2 separate regions of the Sus scrofa genome follow, and region 2 is linked to region 1. Evidence: chromatin contacts called from public Hi-C data. All regions are on one chromosome and are shown on one strand. The core of a region is the stretch at or near the end of the contact, and the rest is flanking DNA. Distances in the headings are between cores, read along the strand shown. Region 1 overlaps NUAK1 (NUAK family SNF1-like kinase 1). Region 2 overlaps LOC106507478 (a long non-coding RNA gene).

Region 1 (6,259 bases), core at 1,593-4,092:
GGAGTTTGGACTGTCAGGCAGGACTTGAAGGATGTAGCAAATTCAGAATTTAGCCCCTACTGCAACCCAGGGGAGAGTTTTAAGCAGGGAGAATGGTGACCTGGGATAAGAAGGCCACCAGGTCCTCAATGCTGGTACTTCTCACCAAAATGATAACACCAGCTCCGGTTTTCAAAAGTCTGCTCTGCACCGACTCGGGTGTTAGAAAGCCTAGTTCTCATGGTCATCGCGCTTGGTAAGATACTGGCAGCTGCACTGTCTAGATGAAAAAACAGAAGCTCAGCCCAGGATCCCGAGCCACAGGGGGACACAGGAACCCAAGCCTGTCTGATTCTACAGCCGGGGCTTCTTCCTCTGTTCCTCATTTACCTACTCCCTTGCATCGTTCTCAGGTTATTCCAGATGTATTCGCTACATACCCCAACTAAGTTCTTAGTACCTCAACAGTAAGATGTGTCATATTCTGCTCTGAAACGTCCCACTGTCCTGGGCACTTGAGGAAGCTCTTATTAAAGCCATCTGGTCTCTTGTCAGATGGAGGGAAAAGGGGTTGCCCATCCCAGTGGAGGTTGTGTCTTCAGTATGGGGATTCTTCAGGCGCGCGGGCAGAGCAGGGGGCAGGCACACAGGTGCCCAGGTGCTGGACAAGCAAAGCACAGCCCTTGGTCTCGCTGTTCTCCTGGAGCCACAGGGCTTGGGGATGCTCCGGGCCAGGAGACCAGGCTTTTCAAATCCATCCACCTAGAGGGAGGCCGCTTTCTAATTTGCACAAATGCACCTAGACTAGTGATGGCTCTCGCTGCAGTAATGTGTACCTACTATGTGCCAGGCCCAGGGCTAAAGGCTTGACTACATCTCATTGCCATACTGAATCCTCTCGACGACCCATAAAGCAAGAACTCCTAGGAGCCCCAGAGGAGGACACAAAGATTCAGAGGAGATTAGTGACTAGCCCGAGATCACATAGCTGTCACGGGGTGAGGTGGCACGAGGGCCCCAGCAGCCTGGTTCCAGGGCGCTCTCTCTTGAAGGTGGCACATAGGACAATGCTTTCCACTTCCACAAAATAGAGATCTGTGGCCCCTCAGGCTGGAATCAGGGGGGCCTGATAGGCACGGGTTTCTACCCCCCTCTCCACTTCCCAACCACCCCCCAAGTCTCAGGTGGTTTCTATAGCTATAACGAGATAAAACTCAGGTATCATATATTTCACTCATTTCAAATGCATTATTTGGCGAGGGGAGGGGTTAGCATATTCAAATTGTGTAACATTATCACAATCAATTTTAGACCATTCTCAGCACTCCACGAGGAAAACCCGACCCACAAGAAGCCACTTTTCCTTCCAACCCACCCCAGCCCGAGGCACGTGCCCTCTCGTTCATTTTCTGTCTCTGTGTATTTGCCTATATGGGATACTTCAGAGACGTGCTATCACCCAACATCTGATCTTTCGGCTTCCTTCACCAAGCACGTTCATCCACGTTGGAGCATCTATCAGTCCTGCATTCCTTCTTATTCCTGAACCACAGTCCGTAAATATCCCATCATCAAAATGATGGAGTGGGTCACAAACGCTATCCCATAAATCAAGTGAATGGACCACGCTTCGCTTCTCCATTCACCCACTGACGGGTCTCTAGGGTGCTTCTGCTGTGGGGCTCGTATGAAGAACGCGGCTGTGGACATTTGCGTGCAGGTTTTCCGGGTGGACACACGTCTGCGTTCCTCCTGGGGAGGCGGGGGAGGGGCAACGGCCCAGCCCTGGTTGAACATGCCGTTAAAAGTCTACCGAAGAGCCTCGAAGTCAACATCTGGCGGCTTCTGGACCGTTTCCAGAGAATTTTATCAATACGGCCAGACTCTGCTCACGGGTGGGTCATCTGGCCCAGCCCCTCCTCTGCCGGGGCCTGGGATCCTCTCAAGCCTGCGCTGCACTCTGCCGTCTGGGCCAGCGGGATGATAAACGCATTCTGCTTTAAAGCAGATACTTCACAAATCATAACTTACAGATGCTCCAGGACTTTCATGTGGGAAAGACAGATGAGACTTAGGCTGTCTGACTCCGGAGCCACTGAGGACAGGAAGCCCCGGCCAGGAAGGCTCTCTCTCCCCGTAAGGAGCACAAGAGCAAATGTAACAAAAAGGGAATTCATGCAGGGAAGGGTCTGCCTGGCTTTGCAGACTCGGCTACGGCTACGTAACCCGCCATTCATTTCCAGCCATTGTCTTCTCTTGCCCACAAATCAGGAAGCTCCTTGGGGTCGGGGGTGGTGACCTAGGGCCTCCACACCTCCTAAAACCATCCCTCGCTCAACGTATTCCCTTCTGTGCCATCCTACAAGGCTGTGCTCAGGACCTACTATGTGCCCAGCCCTCTGCTAGGTATAGATAGTAGGTTCACGAAGGTTATATGGGGCTTCCTTGCAGACAAGACACCTTGACTCAATCCTCATCTACTACGGCTTCCCAAGAGGAAGTGAGATCAGTCCTGGAGTAGAGTGGGTGCATTTCTGTCTGCAGGGAGGGAAGTGAACCAGCTGACCTCTCTCCAGGGCCCCATGGATTCCAGAACCTGAGGGTGCTGACGGAACAAAGAACTCAGTGTGTGTCCAGGTGGAACGCTCCCCAACCTGCTCCACTAAAACAGACTCATGGCCCAACAAGCAGACGCCTCTCCCCTGACAGCCTTCTTTCTGACCCTTATCTCCTCACGGCTCAACTCTTGTGAAAACCACCAGGCTGGCCTTCCTGCTCCAAGCCTGCACACCATACCAGACCATGGGCTCGGAGCCCCACTGGGAGCCGAGCCGGGCTCAGCCCAACTAGGGGGAGGGGTTGGGTCAAGATCTCTGCACTCACACTGCCTAAAAGCTGCCTCTGCTGCTGCGTGTGGCCGTGGCAGGTTAGTGACGCGCTCTGTACTCAGTCTCTTCACATGGAAGAGATGAGATGGTCACAGGCTTGTTATGAGCGTTAAATTAGTTAAATGGACCTAGCACGTTAGAAGCACTCAAGAAGAATTAGCTGCTGTTATTTATTACCATTCAATGCTATGACTTTTACCTCCATCCCAACTTCCAGCCTTGCCTCCCACCGCATCCCAGCATAACCCATTCTAAGAGATCTGGCCATTCGCTCGCTACCTGAAAGCCTCCAGAGTTCAGTCCTCAGAAACCCAAAGCGAGACTCATTTTTAACAGCCCTTGCCCTCCTTCCATCTCCTTCCCGAACAACAAGAAGCCCCCCACCCCCACCCCAGGAGAAGAGTCGCCCTGTGGCTGGCCTGGCGCATGAGCGAAATACCACACCCAAACCCAGAGGTCTCCCACTGTGTATCACAAAGAAGGTTCTCCATCTCTCTAGCAGCAGTGGGTCTCCAAAGACACAGATCTGTTTGACACCATCTGGCTGTTGGACCCCAGGCAAGTCGCTTAACCTCCCCAAGCATTGCTTTTCCCCATCTGTTAAACGGGTCTCATGAGCGTGCACACCTCTTAGGCTTGGGGTGTCAATGACATGAGAGGAAACCTCGGTAAAGTACTCAGCGCAGGACGACACGCCCCAAGCTCTCCAAAGCATCAGCTGGTAGTACTAACAGCAGCAGCAGCCATACAGGGAGGGGGTTTTCCTGTGCAGGATCAATTTGATGAACTGATCTTCCATGAGCTACGCTCCAACTTGAGAATCTCTGGAAGTAACTGATTCCTGCACAGAAGAGGTACCGAGCCTAGCAACTGCTCATATTGGCTCTTCTGTCAGACTGTACGTGGCTTGGGTCTTGTTCATGTGTCTGTCCCAGATCTTAACATGGTGAGAAGCATATGGCAGTTGGTAATAAATCTCAGTTGAACTGAGCAGAATTAGTTCAATATTTGTAAGTACATTTTTTCTTTGCTACTAGGTTATAAACTCTTTAAGAGTGAGGCTCATGTCTTGCTCTCATAAAGATTTATGAAATGAGTGATGGAAAAACACCAAACCAAAAATCAGGTTGTTTAGACTTACCAGCTGTGCAACCTCAGAGAAGTCACTTAACACTTCTGTGCCTCATTTTTCCCACCTCCGGGATGAGAAGTTTGAACCACATATCTACCAAGGTCCCTTACTCCCTGAAACTGGCTTTGGGCCTTAACTGCAATGTGGCATCTCAGCCACCATGCCTATGACAGCCACATGCCCTTGGCTCAGCAGCTTATGAATTTGCACCTGCCCTGTGGTTTTCCAGCACAAGGATATGAATAACTTGGGGCCAGTGCTTAAAACACCCATTTGTGATGGGTGTTTAAAATGACTTCCTCTGCTGGGCGAGGACATCCCATGACCCGTGTAGGGGGCACCATGGCAAACTGGGGGCACGTTTTGCCCACCAGCCCTTCCGCTCCCATGCCCGACCCCTCCCAGAGCCCTGCTTCCTGATCACACCACACCATGCACTGCTCCCAGGAGATAACCTGGTATAGAGGGAAAGCTGAACTTGGCCCTGGACAGTGAGGGGACTGTATGGTATTTCTCCTCAAAATGTTGTTTGTTTTTGCTCTTGGAGTTTTTCTGGCAATGCCGTATGCAGCTGGAGGATCCAGGGAGTTTGGCTCAAAGAAAATGCCATGTCATAACACAGGAGCTCGCTCCACAGCCCCGCCCCAAACGGCATCAAAACAAAGGTGCAATAAGCAAAGCCCAAACTCAAGGCCTTAGAAATGTGTCAAGATCCTCTCGGCATCTGGCTGTTTTGGCTTCCTCTGGGTACCCTTCCCTAATTAACCTGAAACGTTATCTCCCCTCCCTCTCTCTTAGTTAACTGCCCACTGCATCAGGCCTCTCTGACGGTCTTAACATCTAAATCAAAGTCCAGGAGTTCCCGTCGTGGCGCAGTGGTTAACGAATCCGACCAGGAACCATGAGGTTGCGGGTTCGGTCCCTGCCCTTGCTCAGTGGGTTAACGATCCGGCGTTGCCCTGAGCTGTGGTGTAGGTTGCAGACGCGGCTCGGATCCCGCGTTGCTGTGGCTCTGGTGTAGGCCGGTGGCTACAGCTCCGATTAGACCCCTAGCCTGGGAATCTCCATATGCTGCAGGAGTGGCCCAAGAAATAGCAAAAAGACAAAAAAAAAAATAAAAAAAAAAATCAAAGTCCAGGTGAGATGAGGAAAAAGCATCAGCTCCAAGAGGAAACTAAATTTACTCACTTCCCTTCCTGAGGCTTTCTGCAGGTTATTTTATTCAGTTCTCACTGCCAGTCCATGAAGTTGGTACTATATGAGCCCATTTTACAGATGAGGAAGTGGAAGTTTCTGGACAGATTCTGAGTCACCAAGCACTGTGCAGGCAAGAACAACTTGCTGACCAATTTTTTGGGTGTTTGTTTTATTTTTCTGTTCAGTCAGGCGCAGAGAATTTTCCACCTGACAATTTCTGTTTCTCACTGAAGTTCTTACACCATCTGTGAGCAGTGTGCTCAGCAGGGGGAGGACTCAAGGCCAAGGAGGTCTTCCCTTCACCCAACCTCAGTTTTCCCATCTGCTTAATGCAGCGTTTTCAACCAGATGATTTTGCTAACAGCCTAGGCTCATCTATCATGCAGAAAGCAGTCTGGGGATTGCCAGCTTCTGGATGTGGACCTGCCACCAGATTTGCAATCTTTGCAGAATTTTTGAGTAAGACAAGAGACTTAGCTGAAATTAATAGCACAATGGGAAGCGAGACTAGAACTGGACAATAACAGCAGGACTCAAATCCTGCAGCGAAATGAGCCTCTTCCGTTCTCAGGGCGCCCCCTCGTGGCTATTCGACTAAATCCTGACGGAATGTTCAGACTTTCTGCAAATAAAGGGAAAGACAGCCACCAAAAGAGAAAGGCAGGCTCCCATCTACTGATGGGATCCCTTTCACTCTAGACCATGGATCAGACAGCTACACAAATACCTGAAGCCCCAGCGAGGCTCAGAAAGACGTCTGCCATAAGACAAGCCTTCATTCTTTCAGTTAGCAGCAGCTCCCCAGCCTTCAGGCGGCTGTGTCCCCTCACAGATCCCAGACACACCCTGACCACTCACAAGCTCACATCCTCAACCTGCAACCCAAACCGCGTCTGTTTTTCATTATTCCACTTTCCAACTTCCCAGCGCGATTCTTCAACAGCTATTAAGACAACATGAGCAAGGAGCTTAGCTTTTGCTTATTCAACATCCAGCCTGGGGAATATCACCTCAGAAGAAAAGCATGAATGAAGCGCACGTTTCTCAGCCTCCTCTTCCACAA
Region 2 (6,259 bases), core at 1,724-4,223, 240 kb before region 1:
TTGCTAGTGATGTGTTTATCATTGAAGCCCGAAAGTTTTTTGCCCCAGTTTTATTGAGATATAATTGACACATACATGGTGCAAGTTTAAGGTGTATGTCATGTTGAGAAGCCAGTTTAACTTTGCTGATTCAGAAACATCCCAACTTATGGGACCAAGGGTAGGTCTTTTATACTTTGTTTGTTTGCCTGTGCTGCCACATCCATGATCTGCACCAAACCTATTCTGAGAAAAACAGTTTGGGAAGGACTGCACCAGCTCGTTAGGTTGCAGCAGAGCCACACTCCCTGGACTCCAGCCGGGATCTGGCAAGTATGCAGTCATTGCTGTGCCTGAAGATAGAGCTGGTCTGCTCACCTCTGCAGGTAACTGAGGCAAGTTGCAGCCAGGCCAGCATTTAAAATTAGGCATATACACAGTGGAATACTACTCAGCCATAAAAAAGAACAAAACAGTGCCATCTGCAGCAACACGGATGGAACTAGAGATTCTCATACTAAGTGAAGTAAGTCAGAAAGAAAGACAAATACCATATAATATCACTTATAACTGGAATCTAATATCCAGCACAAATGAACATCTCCTCAGAAAAGAAAATCATGGACTTGGAGAAGAGACCTGTGGTTGCCTGATGGGAGGGGGAGGGAGTGGGAGGGATCGGGAGCTTGGGCTTATCAGACACAACCTAGAATAGATTTACAAGGAGATCCTGCTGAATAGCATTGAGAACTATGTCTAGATACTCATGTTGCAACAGAAGAAAGGGTGGGGGAAAAACTGTAATTGCAATGTATACATCTAAGGATAACCTGACCCCCTTGCTGTACAGTGGGAAAATAAAAAATAAAATAAAATAAAATAAAATTGGGCATATACACAGTGGAATACTACTCAGCCATAAAAAAGAACAAAACAGTGCCATTTGCAGCAACATGGATGGAACTAGAGATTCTCATACTAAGTGAAGTAAGTCAGAAAGAAAGACAAATATCATATAATATCACTTATATGTGGAATCTAATATACAACACTGATGAACCTATCTACAGAAAAGAACCTCATGGACATGGAGAACAGACTTAGGGTTGCCAAGGAGGAGGAGGGAATGGGATGGACTTGGAGTTTGGGTCAGTTTGCTGTATAGCAGAAATTGACAGAACACTGTAAATCGACTATAATAAAAATTTTTTTAAATAAAATAAAATTGGGCTCTATCATAAGGGCAGAAGCGACCTCAGTAAACACAAGGCCAGAAATTGAGTGGGACGAGAAAGTACTGGAATCAGGGATTGGAAGGTGGCAGGATGCTCTCTTTCCCAACCCTTCTCTTCTCCTTACCCCAGCTTCATTCCTTCCGCTGGGCTTCCTCTCCCTTGGCACTCCAGGCCACAGAGCAGGCAGAAGTTGCCCACGGCAAAGCCCACCTCTACCCCTTAGCACCAAAGGCAGGTTTAGCTCAGCCCACGCACCTGTAGTCAGGGGGAAGGGTCACATCTTATAAGGTGGCTGTTGGACCCCTTTCCCCTCGGAGAGGAAGATGGCTATATTTCCTGGCAACCACTTCACAAGAGACTCCCCCCCATGCTCTCTTATATCCTTTGCCCACTCAGGCTTCTAAGCCCTGGCCATGCCTTCGAAACACCTGGAAGCATTTAAAAAATATTTGTCTTGGGCTCCCCAGCGCAGATGCCAATTCAGTTGATACAGAGAGGGACGATGAAACCCACGTGTTGTAAAAGTGCCTTTGATTTTGCCAGTGTATTGCTCTAGAACTATCCATCTACTCTTGTGCCCCAGATATTTCTACCCTCTGGAGCTCTCAGTCTCTGGTTCCCCTTATCCTCTCACCTGGGTGCGCCTCTGGCGCTTCTCAACCTATTAAAATGTTTCTCATCTCTCAAGACTCAGTTTAAATGCCACCTCCTCCAGGAAGTTGTCCTGATTCTGCCTGCTTGCTGAACTCAATGAACTATTCTGTTGTTCTTCCATTGTGTCTGGCTATACTTCATTAGAAATTAATCTTTCTTTCCCACTAGATTATAAGCCACAGAAGACAAAAGACTATTTATTTTAAATAATGTTTTTCTGATTGTAAATAACATATAGTCATGTAAAATTTGGAAAATTCAGAAAACTAAAAAAAGAAGAAAATTTCCAATTCCCTAAATCAGAAATAGCTGCTTAAATTTGGGCGTGGAGTTCCCGCTGGTCTTTTTTAAAATGGGTCGTGTTCGTAAGTTTTTTCATATTTGGAGTGATATGTACTTTTTTTGGCTATGTCCATGGCATATGGAAGTTCCTGGGCCAGGGATCGAACCTGGGCCACAGCCGTGATCCAAGACACTGCAATGACAGCACCAGATCCTTAACCTGCCGCACCACAGGAGAACGCCAGGAGTCATATATAATTTTGTACCCTGCTTTTCTTCAGTTGACTTTAGACTGAAAACATTTTCCTATGTTACTGTTTCTTCAGAAGTGTTCTTTTATACGGATGTGTCACATCCCACTGCAAAACATACTCCAGTTTATTGACTCATTTCCCCATCTTTGGATGTTATCTTCCATTTTTATTCTTGCTCTTGAGACTGACAGAGCGTGCCGGACATTTTTCATTTGTCTCTGGCAGAGCCACCGTTCAGCCTGGGCCCATGTGGACTTTGTCAAGGGGCTCCCTTGCTTTTTGGCTTTGCTTGGACTCAGAATGGGAGGTGCGGGCAGGAGTCCAGAAGCTGGGAGGAGGGTGGGGGTGGGCCATTCATTCCCCTGGGGTGGCTGTCCTGAGGCCCTGCAGGCAGCCTCCCTCTCCTTGTTCTGCCCCACCCTCCTGCCCTACTTTGGGCCTATCCAACACCCTGCCGCACTTCCTAAGTAGTTTTTGTTTGTTTGTTTGTTTGTTTGCTTTGCTCTTTTGATTAAACTGTCCTCCAGTTACTCAGTTTGAGCGTGCTGTTTCCTGACCAGACCCTGACCGATACACATGGCAGTGGACATTCTGTACCTAAATCTTCAGCTGCCCTCAATTTCCCTCCTAGAGGTTCCAGAGAAATTCTTTAAAGTGGATCAACAGATGAAAACGGGCTTATGGCACTTAATTTATCTTGTCATATTGCTTTTCAAAAATCAATTATGCCAAATTACGGTCTTCCTAGTAGTGTTTGAGAATGCTGAAAATTGCCAGTTTAAATCTTCAAAATGTTGGTAAGCAAAAAGCAATTCATGCTTTAATTTGCATTTCATTGATTACAAGAGAGAAAGAATTTTTTCATGTATTGTAATTATTTTATGAATGACCATACTTAATTTCACCCACTGTCCCTCATAATATTTACTTACCTACCTACCTATAATAATCATAGCATAACCATAAGAGTTGCAATTAGTATTATCATTATCACCAACTTGGCAATCAGATGGATAGTTGAACTATAAGATAAGCCAGAGACTAAAGATATGTTAGAAAATGAAAAAAATTAATGGCATCTGTTAAATGAGAATGCTTAGGAACCACATGTATTTTCAGTCAATGGGGTAATAATTGTATTATAAAGATAGCAGCTAATAGTTATTGAATTCGTATTATTTGCCAGGTCCTGTGCTAAGTGATTGACATTTGTTATGTCATCAAACCCTTAACATAGGATCTGATTGATCAATATATTTAATAGCCATTGAACCATTGCTAGACATTCCTTTCTTTTTTTTTAATTGAAGAATAGTTGATTTACAATGTTAATTTCAGCTGTATAGCAAAATGATTCTATTATATATATATAATATAATTTTTCACATTCTTTTCCATTATGGTTTATCAGAGGATATTGAATTGAGTTCCCTGTGCTATACAGTAGGACCTTGTTTTTGTCCATTCAATATATAATAGTTTGGGGCACTCCCATAGTGGCTCAGTGGAAATGAATCTGACTAGTATCCATGAGGACACGGGTTCCATCCCTGGCCTCTCTCCGTGGGTCAGGGATCCAGCATTGCCATGAGCTGTGGTGTAGGTTGCAGGTGTGGTTTGGATCCCCTGTTGCTGTGGCTTTGGCATAGGCTGGCAGCTGTAGCTCTGATTCAACCCCTAGCCTGGGAACTTCCATGTGCCACAGGCCCTAAAAAGCAAAAATATGTATATAAATTTATATATATATATATATATATATATGTATGTATTATATATATATATAACATATACATAAAATAGTTTGCATCTGCTAATCCCAAACTGCCAGTCCTTCCCTCTCCCACTCTCTCTTCTCCTTGGCAGCCACAAGTTTGTTTTCTATGTCTGTGAGTCTGTTTCTGTTTTGTAGATATGTTCATTTGTATCATATTTTAGATTCTATATGCAAGTGATACGCGATCTCATTTTGACTTAATTCACTTAGTATGATAATCTCTGTGTCCATCCATGTTGCTGCAAATGGCATTATTTCGTTCTTTTTTATGGCTGAGTAGTATTCCATTGTATATATGTACCACATCTTGTTTATCCATTCGTCTATTGATACGGACATATAGGTTGTTTCCATGTCTTGGCTATTGTAAATAGTGCTGCTATGAACATTAGGGTGCATGTATCTTTTCAAATTAAAGTTTTCTCTGGGAGTTCCCATCATGGCACAGTGAAAAAGAATCTGAGAATCATGAGGTTGCAGGTTCGATCCCTGGCCTTGCTCAGTGGGTTAAGGATCCAGCATTGCTGTGAGCTCTGGTATAGGTCACAGATGTGGCTTGGATCCTGCATAGTTGTGGCTGTGGTGTAGGCTGGTGGCTGTAGCTCTGATTAGATCCCTATCCTGGGAAACTCCATGCTGTGGGTGCGACCCTAAAAAGCAAAAAAAAAAACAAAAACAAAAAGTTTTCTCCGGGTACATGCCCAGGATTGGGATTGCTGGATCATATGGTAGCTGTATTTTTAGTTTTTAAAGGAACCTCCATACTGTTCTCCATAGTGGCTGCACCAATTTACCTTCCAACAGTGTAGGCTTCCCTTTTCTCCACATCCTCTCCAGCATTAGTTATTTGTAGACTTTTTGATGATGGATGTTCTGACTGGTGTGAGATGACACCTCATTGCAGTTTTGATTTGTATTTCTCTAATATTTAGCCATGATGAGTATCTTTTCATGTGCCTGTTGGCAATATGTGCAAACCATTTCTGAAGTCCAACAACTCCACCCCAAGTTTTATTAGCACTAGAAACCCAATCTTTCTCTCTAAAATAGATTTTTTTCTAATAAGACATGAGCTCCAACGTGATGTGCCCTATTGATGCCGTAACATCCCTAACCTTTGGTTCCAAAGTTAAGCAAAAATGGAAATGTTGAAATTCCACTAGGCAGACAAACTGTTCTTGAGTATTCTCAATCCACTTTTATAAACCCTGGGGGTTTGTAAGTTTGCATCAACATCCAATAAATTTTGAACCTTTTGCTGCTTAAAGCTAAGTGTTTGAGATATAACTCTTGGAGAGAAGAGCTTTTTAGAAAACAACCACAAAAAGTGACTTCCAACTTCTTTTTACAAGTTCTATTTTAGAACACAGTGAAGAATTTCTAGTGCAAAATGTGGCCAGTTTTGAGGAAGCAAGTGTCTCCTGGGATAAGTCCTATTGCCAGGTGAGCCTGGTGCCACTGTCATTTTGACAGTGTCCTCCCGCTGAATTCTTACCTTCTACATAGAGCATTTCTCTGCCCAAATGTTCAGCCTTTATATTTTTCCAGTCTTAGAACACCAAGATCACTTTCCTTCAGCTCACTTTCTGCAGCTCCCTTCTTTTTCCATTTGGAGGGACAGTAGCAAGAACGCAGCCAGTTTTCTCTAGGGTTTGATCTGGTTGGGGGGGAGGGGAGGGGTAGTTTTGCAGAAGAACCAAATGCTATTTCTGAGCTCTGTGGCTTTGCACAGATATTTATTTCTGTAAGAGGTTGTGTTTTATGTATTATAGTCTTAGATTTCTGCTTGTTGCTGTGGCCAGCCAAGCCTCAGTTTTAATTTCATATGACTTTGGCTGGTAATGATGAGTCTGGAAGATGAAACAGGACTCAGAGACAATTTTCCCTTCTGGCCCTGCTAAAATTGCCCCTTGCTCATTTTCAGAAAGTGCTGAAAAAAATTTTGTTTAAGGTAAAATGAAAGGCGTATGAAGAAAAGAAATGACCCAGTGGCCCAGTCCCAGCTGATCCCAGCATCATTCCATGGGTGTGTTCATCCAGATGTTAGCTTCTCCAGATGTGCAGCACTATCCGCCCCAAGG

What was found. A called contact is a pair of places that touch in the nucleus more often than the background predicts.
Region 2: a contact with region 1 is called in a Hi-C map of heart right ventricle, with 3 times the contacts expected there. The contact joins two enhancer-like sites. A contact is called at or near these places in 1 of 5 promoter capture datasets (liver), 10 of 47 Hi-C or Micro-C datasets (embryonic fibroblasts, fetal heart ventricle, fetal skeletal muscle and 6 more) and 1 of 2 datasets of contacts at active chromatin or transcription factors (skeletal muscle).

The regions. Positions count from the first base shown.
Region 1 is chr5:14,103,909-14,110,167 of Sscrofa11.1, reverse strand. The region is part of intron 3 of NUAK1 (NUAK family SNF1-like kinase 1); the gene reads right to left. Among named protein-coding and RNA genes, the nearest start is that of NUAK1, 17 kb to the right of the region's middle. Within about 2 kb of position 2,842, at least 10 of the 83 cell types and tissues checked have an H3K27ac peak or open chromatin away from gene starts, as enhancers often do.
Region 2 is chr5:14,347,730-14,353,988 of Sscrofa11.1, reverse strand. The region is part of intron 2 of LOC106507478 (a long non-coding RNA gene); the gene reads left to right. Among named protein-coding and RNA genes, the nearest start is that of NUAK1, 260 kb to the right of the region's middle. Within about 2 kb of position 2,973, at least 5 of the 83 cell types and tissues checked have an H3K27ac peak or open chromatin away from gene starts, as enhancers often do.